Linked DNA regions of Cyprinus carpio: region 1 is linked to region 2. Evidence: chromatin contacts called from public Hi-C data. All regions are on one chromosome and are shown on one strand. The core of a region is the stretch at or near the end of the contact, and the rest is flanking DNA. Distances in the headings are between cores, read along the strand shown. Region 1 has its middle 10 kb from the start of LOC109101121. Region 2 holds the start of LOC109092050 (bromodomain testis-specific protein-like).

Region 1 (5,720 bases), core at 416-2,915, 150 kb after region 2:
CCTGTGATGTTTCGAAACCATTGCTCCAGGCTCAAGCTTAGTCGGCAGCGTACGGGATCAAGAAGAAATGTGAGCCAGTGAAAATGGATAAAAATGGCCCATTGTACCCCAAGGTAGGGAATAACTACTAACATGAGACACAAACAGCATAATAAATTATTCTCTGCTCTTGTTCCAGCAGACCAAAATCAAACTTTTCAGTGTACGCTTGGCAGGCCATTAAAAGAATTTCTTCATGCTCTGAAAACAGAGGCCTAAAGTTAATTCTGATATTTCGTCAGAAATGTAAAATACACTCTTCAGATTAATTAACTTGCCTGGGTTTAATGGTCTTTGCAAGAAAATAAGGTGCTCCAGCATATGATTTTAAACTGTAAGTGTTGGTTTTAGTTTCACATGTAGATTTTATTTTATAAAATATTCATTTGATTTCACTGTTTTATCACACATCTCTCTGAACCCACCGCTCAGTTGTCAAACACATCTGATGCTATGAGATGTCATCTGCTCATTAATGTGAAGCGATTTCAACCATGTTAAGCTGTACAGGACTGTGAGATGCTGTGAATGAAAGGAAGGAAGCAGAAATATAAGCCTGACCTATAATAGCATGTTCATATATAGAGAATTTTGTTTTACATTGAAAAACTATTAACAGCAATTAAAATTACAAAAGATAATTTTGATGCACAAACTTTAAATTACATAACATTTTACTAGAAATTGTTTCTTAACACAAACACACACACACATAAAATATTTAACACACACACACACACACACACACACACACACACACACACACACATATATATATATATATATATATATATATATATATATATTCTTTCAAACAATAAAGGCAGACGCTCCTTTAGGTCTAAAACAAAAATGTTAGACATTTATAGCCCTTCTGATGACAACAAAAAAGTGTAAATTTTGTCGAATGCTTACTATGTAACTGTGCTAATAATTGTATATTGTAATTAAAATATATGTTGTCTGTGGGGGGAGTGAATAACCAGTGCTCTCTTCACCCTCAATGCCACGACTTAGGTGAGACCCTCCAGCAAGGCACCAAACCCCCAACTTCAAGTGGTGTGTCCGGGTGTGTGTGTGTGTGTTTCCTTTCCTTAGCATAAAAAATTGTGTTGTTAATTCAGTATTGTATGCTTGTAAACAATACAGTTGTGTGTCTGGTGTTATCAAACAGCTTATAACTGCAATTACAATTTCCAGCAAGAAATGTTTATAATATGACAAAATAAAAAGCATTCCATTATTCACCACATCGCTAGGTGTGCAAGTCCACCTTCCCACCATCTTTCCTGTGTTTTTTTCAACACCAGCAGTAACTTCACCTAAGAAGAATTCACCCTCTGTCTGTGGAATAATCCATATCGCGAGCGGGGGATTTACAGTATGTCTCTACTTCACTCCTATTTTTAAACACCCAATGCACCATTTCTCCGTGAAAAACAACACGACCTTAACTTTTCACTTTGTCTTCGAAAGGATGTAAACGTTTCTTTTTCTCTTAGTTTATGGTGTGATTTGTGAACGCACAGACCGAACATCCCTGCTGGAGTTTTAGTTCAACCTGCAGAATTTTAGGCAAAATGGCGACATTGTAACGGATGGAGGACGAAAAAAAGGACTGTAATCAAGTACCATGACAAACTTGTCCCATGTTATAGTGTCATTCTCTGGGAAGGTAGGTTTGAAGCTTACAAACGTCTTCCCTTGACGGATGTGTGTTTAACCGTGTTGGGAGATGAGTGCGCGAAGGGTACAGTGGCTTGAGTCCTTGCATGGGCACGAGAGCTTATACACGGGCATCAGGTATGTCAACACCGTGCCAGTCGCGAATCGCGCAAGCTAACATTTCACCCCTCCGTTGTCACATACGCTATTGCTCTGAATAGTATCGCATTTGGGGAAAAGTTGGACGCTCCCCTGACATCTGAGCGCACTCGCGCCGTTTCTCGTTTCCCCGTGAAAGCCACTTTATACACACTTTTACAAGATGGGTGTCAGAATCGATCCAAAGCGGTGTCAGTCACTGGATGAGACGATCCGTTTTTCCGTGTCAGCGGGGAGTTTGTGTCGCGGGTTTGACACTTGAAGAGCGCAGACGCGTTTAGACGCTCGTCTTGAAGGCGCTCTGCGCGACCTTGATTGGAGGGAATCTGTGCGCAACGCGTTTGCGCACCGCGGCATACAAACATCCCGCCGCCTATTGCTTTCTCTTGTAAACCACAGTCGATCATTTTGAATGGTGCTTAAAAATAGGCCCAATATGAAAATTTCTTGCACGCTCCCAGAACTTTTAATAGCTGTAAATGCATTTTTATAGCTTTAGAAAATGAAATAACATCATACCTGTGTGTGACCTATGACCATGGCCCATCTAAATTCTAATTTTGATAAATCCCACTTTACCTCCATTGGTCGGTTTACTATTATTAAATATCAACGAAAGTTTGGCTTGTTCGGAAATATAACCCAGGTTTTGGCTTTGTTGGCTTTGTTGGTGTTTCTGTGGACTGTTAATGCAAATGTTTGACTGCATAATTTTCTTCTATTTTTTATTTTCATGTGCTGTAAGTACCCTTATGGTCTGGATCATTAGTTCTTTGCAAATCTTTGTTTTTCCATTCTTAATTATCTGAGCATTGTTTTACACTGCATACAGTGATCATACAGATATTGTTTGCCTTGTTACCATGAACACTGGATAAATGGAGGCCAAGAAAACACAAGAAAACAAAAGAACACCCTTTCTATTGGTATTAAGTTTTATCATAGAGGTGAACCACAATTACAGTGTTAGTTTCACAGTTACTTAAATATTGATTTGGGTTTTATTTTTATTTTACTTATAGAGACTGTAGAGATGTTGAACACAAGAACACAAATGACATGAGCAGTTTATTCCCCAATGCAATGAAGTGTTGCCATGGACAAGAATCATTATTTGGAATTATTTCACTGCTGGATCTAGCAAATGACCAATCAGAAGCAAGAATTTCAGAGAGCTTGTATAATGCACACTTCATTTGCATCTGAAAGATGCTTTTCTCTACTGAAAAGCTAACAGTAAATTCAGAGGTCATCACAGGGCCTTGCCTCAGTCCGTGTGTATTTGATAATAATCACCGTAATATAATGTAAACAGCAGTCTTAACAGAGATTTAGGGGGGAAAATCCAATTACTTAAGATAAATGAGGAGGGTCAAGACCAGGAACAGGGCTCAGGCACATGCAACCTTGCAACCTGTATGTCCGCAAATGTATAATCAAATCCTTTAAAGACAGATTACATAGCCAGACTCCAGAACCGATTTCAAACAAATTGATTATGTGTCACTCAGCAAGGTCAAATATTTGCACTGAGGCGCATTTCTAGAATGTGCAGAATGATAAAAATCGGTCCCATCTTCCCTGTTTTTGCTGCGCTCCCAGCTCGATGTGTTCTAAATGAAGACACAGGGGACTGTTTTAATGGAAGTACACTGGCCTGAATTAGCAAGCCAGCACTACTGCAGCTGGGCCGGGGAGATATTTCAGTAAGCTGTTGATCTAGCCAGAACATTGAGACCTGCATAAATCTATTAGAGGAAGAGGCCAAGAGAGAGAGAGGCCTATTTATCCAGTGCTATGCTCTGACTATTAGCTGCTCATTCCATATCATTTAACCTCTAGCGTGACCTCTCATTACAGCCACCAGACTCATCACTGTATTAGAATGTAATGAGCTTTTTTGCTTAAATGAGATGTTGAGCTTAATGATTAAGCAGCTGTGTTTTGGTGAATAGGATAGCAGCAATTTATATGTGTTACTGTAGCAAAAATATAGAATTCTATGCATTCAAGAATCCTAAAAAAATGCACCATGGTTTCTATAAAAATATTAAGCAGCATAACTGTGATAATAATAAGAAATGTTGTGCACCAAATAAGCATATTAGTATGAGCATGTGGCACTGAAGAATGGAGTAACGGCTGCTGAAAATTCAGCTTTGCTATCAAAGGAATACATTTGATTTTTAAAGTTATTTTAAATTGCAATAATATACTGTTTTTTTGATTAACTACTACTACTAATATGTCGTCGCTTGCTATTTGTGGCTTACATGTTGCCACACATATCCTTTTTAACCTCCTAATGTGACATGTCTAATATTAACAATTCTCTGTCTATCTATATGTTCATGTTCCAGGTGGGTTTACTGAAAACTACAGGGTGCCAATGCTTTGGAAAAGACTGGTAGGAACCATATATGTATTTAAAAGAATATCAATTTAGTGTTAGTCTTTTGTTTACTGTATTGTAGCAAATCACAATAGTCTCATTAATCATTGCAAATTGTTAATAAACGTGTGGAAATTTCATTTAAAAAGAGATTAAATGCTGACAGAATTAGGATGGAAACAGCGAATGTAAGATTTGTGTCTTCGCTAATGTTGCTGGAAAGCTGGAGTGACAGTGCTCTCGCTGCCTATACACAGCACCAGGGGTGTGTGTAATGTTCCAGATATTTGGTGGCATGTCTCAACACCTTGAGCTGAGGCACAGATGTGTGAACTGCTCTGATACTATAGCTGGGTGTGATCACCAGTCAAATTAAATCAGAGCTGTCAGTTACGCTTGTCACAGGCATACTTCAAGTCAGCCTGGAAACCTGGCAACCTTCATCTTCCTCTAGCAGCCCTCCAGAAAAAGGCCAGAAAGAGGAATCTGGGTATAATGTTGTGTGAGCAAAACTGCCAAAATAATTTTGTGTAATTGGACAATGATCCAACAGAATCGAGATGATAGTGCGAAAAATGTTAACCTGTCTGCGTTCTGCATTCAAACGGTATCTTTGTCTCTGAAGTTTGTCTTGGGATGTGTGCCAAAATTATTTGACAGATGCGATTGTCGCCGGTTAGTCTCATTCCAAGTCGAGAGCTTGCCTCTCTCTTAGTGCAATTCTCACAACTTTGAAACAGAAATGGCATGGGTGTCCCGCCATTCAGTTACCCGCACCCCAGATAAGCAAATGAGAACACTTCTTCCTATTAAAGACTTTATGAGAGAAGTTACACACGTAAAGTCTCTCAGCTCACCAAAAGCTACAAACGGACTGCAGCAGCCTCGGGCTCCAGAGCTCACTCTGATGACTTCACCACTAGGGGCCAGGATTTGATCACTAATGCTCTGCAGGGTGCTAAACTTTGTTACAGTTAAAAGATATGAATGCTTCTCTCTGAAGATTCACTAACTGCTATGCCATTCATAGTCTATTTTTAAATAATCTTAGTTGTGTCAGTATATGAAATGTTGGTAACAGTTTGACAGTGTTGCTTAGCCTTATATGAACAGCAGAAAACTTTGTGGAAATACCTGGAAAAATTGTGTATTGCTTGATTTTTGTAGTGCCTGATAGTAAGTGCATTGATTTTGCTTGAGTGAAATTACATACTTGTTTAATACCACTTTTATTTGAGGTCTCTTGCATTTAAAAAAAAGTGACCGCAGAGGAACAGAATCCATCGGAACAGACGTGTTTGTAAGAGATTCCAGAATCAATAGGACCAAGGCCGTAAGAATGTTCTATCGACGCTGAAGGGTGTCTCTTACTGAGCACCAATTAACCAAAATTAAATCCACTGTTTTTATTGATTGAAAGGGTAAAGGCAAAAGTTTGCCTGAGAATTAACTGTCAAGCCCCCAA
Region 2 (5,465 bases), core at 1,744-4,243:
AGACGCTTTTTAATGGTACTCAAGTCCATAGGGTTCTTGATGATTGTATAATAATCCTAAATTAAGTGGAAATATTGAAGCAAGCATAAAGATTTATAAAGTTTTGCACCTAAAATCTGTGTAATCAGTAAAATAGCCTTTAAATGACAGAGCACGCTGAGACTTACTGGCAAATTGAGTCGGACCGCATCCACAGGCTGTCTGAAAGGCCAGGAGAATTGATGTCTCCACAGGGACTTTATCACCACTTTTTCTAGATACTGCAACTGATTGGTTAGGCGCCCAGGCATTTTAGAGTTCTTGAACTCGGGGGGTGGGGGATTCCCATTCATGGTGAGGTTCTGTGAGGGTTTCACATCAGACATTGTCTGAGCTGTTCCAGGAAGTGGTGACCAGTATGGAAAAGGCTTTTGCAACTAAACCTAGGCAGCTCAGTGAGCATTACACTTCCACTGCCTGAGCCACTGTAAACAGGGAGAGCAGTGTCAACATTCTCATACCATTCTGCACTGCTGTTAATTATTTTTAGGGAACTCAGAAAAAGCAGCAGATTAGAGCAAACACAGTCCTTTTATGACAAGTGTAATAGCTTCAGTAATACACACATGCTGTATAAAGTCCTAGTTAATGACACTGCACTGTAGCCCTCGGGACTACTGCAGGTTTCATGCAGTATGCAGTGCCCTCTATTGCCTATTAAATGAATACTACAACGCTTTTCAGCTCCACTCAAGACAAAAGGCATCGTTATTAGTTGAAAATACAGTATCTGAAATACCTCACTCAAAATAACTTTAAAATAAAAACTAAATAACATGTGGAAGGAAACTTGCCAGCTAAAAAGTCTTAATATCCTGACCTTTCTTTCCTTCCAAAAACAAATTGATATTAAAATATACTGAGAACTTGTCCAGCACATTACAAATAGACCATTGCTGTTTAGATGAAAACTGCCGATGTGACATTTTTCAGACTAATGTAAAATGAACTTAAACACAAAAAGCAGAAACTGATATTACTTTGTTTCTACCATTTGTTTCAAGGCAAAACTTTATATCCTTAATTTATATGCGCAACACTTACCAATTTAAACTGCTGTTTCTAGATGAAAAGTTACTCATTAGATCAATAACAGCTCTCAATAACTCTTACTTTCAGAATCTGGACAGTGAAAACTCCTTTAAATCGTCTCTGAAGCTCTCACGCTTTATTTAGCTCAGCTACAGAGGTTATCCTCCATCACTTACCACAAACTAAAAGGTCATCGTCCTGCTCAGTAAAGTAAAGTAGTATTTTTCTCATACACAAAAACATCTACAAACTATATTGATCATTATGTGCACTTTATTTAAATAAATGTAAAAGAAATCACTGTACAAGAAGCCTATGAACTTACAAAATTTATTTACACAAGAAAAACAATTCGAAAAAAAAAAATTATGTTTTTTTTTTTTGTAAGTTATATAAAACACTTAGTTTCACACTGGTTTGCTTATGATTGGGAAGGGGATCTTTTTGTTTTTGGAGGGGAGAAGCGAATGTTGTCCATCATCGATAAAGTCCACTTCAGAGATGAAGATTCTGTTTATTTTTCACACCTACAAGTTTAACAAGTTCTGAATCTGTATATACAAACGTAGCGACGTTGTGACAGTTTATTCTCGTGTGTTGTGGACAAACACGTGCCAATTTGTTAAACTGCAGACTGCACATTCATCTAACTTTACTCTGAAAAAGAAGCAGCTTTGTAGGTCAACAAAACAGACGAAAAATTAAAAATATTGAACTACAAAAAGCTCAATATACTTAAGGAGTGTAATATATACCATACGTTGCGTTTATAGGCAATATATATTTTGTTCCTTTACACAATCCAGGGCCATGCGTCATATAAACACGACGACCTCTTATGTATGACGCAACACTACTAACTTCCGGCTCAACATTACTGCCACAGAAGTGTCGCCGTTGCTTAAATAACCAGTTTTGGGGATAAACGTTAACTTATACAAGCATAAAACACTACAGATAATTAGGGTATATTTTACATGAATCCCATGAATAATCGAGTTAGCAAGCCTCGAGCCACAAAATGGCGCCTGGCTAGTTTTAGCACAGCTAGCCACACATTACCCCGCCCCGTCAGAGGCTGACATTGAGCTCAGTTAACAGTCCCTCCCCTAACCTAAATGAAGCTAGCTCAACCTGGATCCAAAATTTTACCTTTCCGTCTCGGGAACAACAAAGACAGTTTAAACTGCCGAACTGAGACAGACGATGCAGTGCAGGATGAGCTCTGCTGGAAAACTTCACCAACCGAAGGATCTTGTTGATGCTTTGCGCCCGAAAAACCCTCTTTGAAAACGACTTAAAGATTTTGAGCTTGGTTTTCAACGCCAAAAGAACAAATTAACATCATATACATGAATACGTTTGAAATAACACTGTTTCTTTGAAAGGTTAGTCATCAATGGCGGACGTCTCTCACGGCAACCGCCTGGTATTTATACCCTCCTGCTGAAAGCGCCTAATCCCATTGGACAAGACCCCTCACGTGCTCCCTTCTTCCCCCCCTCGCTGCTTTAAAAACGAGAAAATATTCCTTTAAACCGTATTGCATCGAAACCTCCCTCTATTTTATACCCTGAACAACTCAGAAGCGCTGTTTTACAATTAAACCTGTTTATGTTTACTATAGCGAACGGACTCCGAAAAGAAACAGACACGCACGTCAGAGTATTTTTTTAAAAGTGCGACATAGCTGGTCTACGTCACATGACCATTCTAGAACATTCTGTCGATCGCTATAGCTCGATTCCCCTCTTTAGTGTCTGTTAAATGATTACATTGTGGCTCTTTTCCGTGGCTTTGGTTGTCAGCTTCTGGCGAGTGTTGGACATCGGTCATCCCTGCAGCTTGAAAAATCTCACAAAGAGAACTATGATATGATGAGACCGCTGAGCAAAGCTGAAGGGAGGCGACCGCAAACTGCGCATGCGCACTTTCTTAACAGCGATTGGCTTCTCAGTTGACGCCGTACAACCTGCATTAAACCTCTTCAAGCAAGCTTCATCAGTTAAACACAACCCAAGACGAATACATAGAAAGGAGAAATGTCTATGGAAAATATAACAAAATAAATAAACATGTTTTTTAATCAAAAAAATGGAGCAAGAAAATCTCTGTGCATTATACTTTCTATGACTGAAAATCCGCGTTTGGAAAATTTTTATTGTAAAACTATATAAAATATAAGTTTTCTCCAAAATGAATATTTTGTTATCATATCCTGTTTCCCTTTTGTCTTCTGTGAAACACAAAAGGGGATTTTAGGCAGTATGATAGCCTCAGTCACCATTCACTTTCATTAATGTTTTATCCGTACAACGAAAGGAAATGGTGACTGAGTCACTCTAACTAACAATGCCTTTTATAGTCTAGGAAAGAAATAAAATGAATACGGATTTCGAACATAAAGGTGATGACAATTTCCATTTGGTCTATCTATCTCTTTATTCCGCTTCACTTGTTCAGCAAACAACATTTGAAACAAACTTTCCACAAGAGGGCACCATAAGCCCTATTTTGAATGGAAAATGCTTTTACGATTGTTTTCTACCTTACACTGCTGCTATACAAATCTTACAAAATAATCACCTTTATTTTTAAATAGGCTTACACTGCCCAAATGCACATTTACTAAAAGGAATGGATTAGCAGTGTCCTCTGCTTAACTTTGCTTTTATAAATAGAGAGAGCAATATGACATAACTTATGTCATACATGTTGATTAATGATGTCATGTTTGTTTTTTATTCTCATTTTTGTCTTTAAGGCAACTAAGTAGCCGTACATAAACATCCCCTGTATTTGCTCATACATCAGATGAAAGGGTTCATCGTGCAATGTGACCCCAAGGTCAAGAGTTCAGAACCCGACATTCCACAGGGTCACTTCTCATATGAAAAAGTGTTGTTCAGGAAAACATTATCACATCTATGGATAGAGAGAGATATGGCCATGATGGGAGAAGAGATATATGTATTCATGCAGCTGTTATGTATGTAGAAGATATGGTAAGTCCTTTTATTATTAAATGCAGTATCATCAGAGTATATTACTAAGCACTACTAAGCACTGGATATATTGCAATAAAAAAAAAAAAAAAATTATTGTTAACATTTTACAATGTCACATTAGTTAATATTAATGAATGCATTAACTACCATTAACAATGAGCAACATTTGATGCAGTATTTAATTGATAAAAAGGTTAATAAATATAATAATAATAATATTTTTTATACATTTTTTATTAAATTATTTCAATAAATACAAAATTTTATTTTAATAATCTATTAGTAAATGTTGAAATTATTTACTAAGATTAACAAATGCTTTGGAAATATTTTTCATTGTTAGTTTATGTTAACTAATGTGGTTAACTAATGTTAACGTATAGGACCTTTTTGTCAAGTGTTACCAAATTGTCTATTGTTTTACAGATGGTTTTCTCTATAATTTTACAAATGTCCTTAATTTTTTAAGAAAAACTATTTAATTCAAAGGGTTTGACAAAGATGATAAATGCATGCAAAACAAAGGAAATCAAAGAATTAGAGCAAAGATTCACGTTCAGGACGTTGCATCTTCCTCCCCATCTGTGCAGATGCTTTGAGTAGACCTGGTTCTGAGGCATACATATGCATGAGAAGTGAAAAATGACATGAAGCCTCTGAGTACATCTTCATTGACACTCAAAAGCAGCATATCAATGTTTTCAAGACAGCAAGAAGCTCCAAAACAAAGTTTTCTATCTTGCAAGGGTGCTGTCTCATTAGTGGCAAATCACGACTCTGACATTTACACTATAAGCAGTGGTAAAGCATTTCCATTTCCTTTTGAACGGAGTGGAACATTTCAGTCAGACAACATAAGTCTGTTTGTTCGGGAAAACAAGCCAGGAGAGGAGGCAGAGGCAGAATAAAAAAAAAAAATGAAAATGCAAATCAAAAGTAAACAAATATATCCTGCAAAAACAAACAGACACAAACATGCATCTGTGCCTGAGTTTAACTCACAAACAACCATACAAAGGATGTTGCAGTTTTCCTTTGCTTATGTTTTAAACTAAACTAAGCATATCTGACCAAATGCAATTGCAAATGGAAAACATCAGAACCAATGCTTGCGTATGTATTTTGGACCACATTGATGTCCACTTCTTTTATGGCAGTTAATTATTGAAAGTATTCAAAGTAGTGTGCACATATCCCAATGTAACTAGAACAGGTGCTCAGTCAAAAAGAATCGAAATGAAAGAAATAAAAAACAGCACACTGTTTTATCTGCTCTCATGTAACTTTAATATAATAAGACCCAAATAATGCAGCAGTGCAAACAAGATTCAAGAACTTTATTGTCATATGTACTAGTACAATGAAATTCTTAGTTTGTTTACTGCT

The links. A called contact is a pair of places that touch in the nucleus more often than the background predicts.
Region 1: a Hi-C map of skeletal muscle shows a contact between it and region 2, with 4 times the contacts expected there. The contact joins the enhancer-like site here to the promoter of LOC109092050 in region 2. A contact is called at or near these places in 5 of 8 Hi-C or Micro-C datasets (liver and skeletal muscle).

What each region holds. Positions count from the first base shown.
Region 1 is chrB6:14,006,701-14,012,420 of ASM1834038v1, forward strand. No RefSeq gene overlaps it. Among protein-coding and RNA genes, the nearest start is that of LOC109101121, 10 kb to the right of the region's middle. Within about 2 kb of position 1,666, at least 2 of the 8 cell types and tissues checked have an H3K27ac peak or open chromatin away from gene starts, as enhancers often do. A contact at or near this core is called in liver and skeletal muscle, where this site is marked.
Region 2 is chrB6:13,853,747-13,859,211 of ASM1834038v1, forward strand. It overlaps LOC109092050 (bromodomain testis-specific protein-like), which reads right to left and starts at 2,994. Exons shown (of 21, transcript XM_042725792.1): 1 at 2,847-2,994; 2 at 168-464; 3 at 1-56. The coding sequence starts at 365.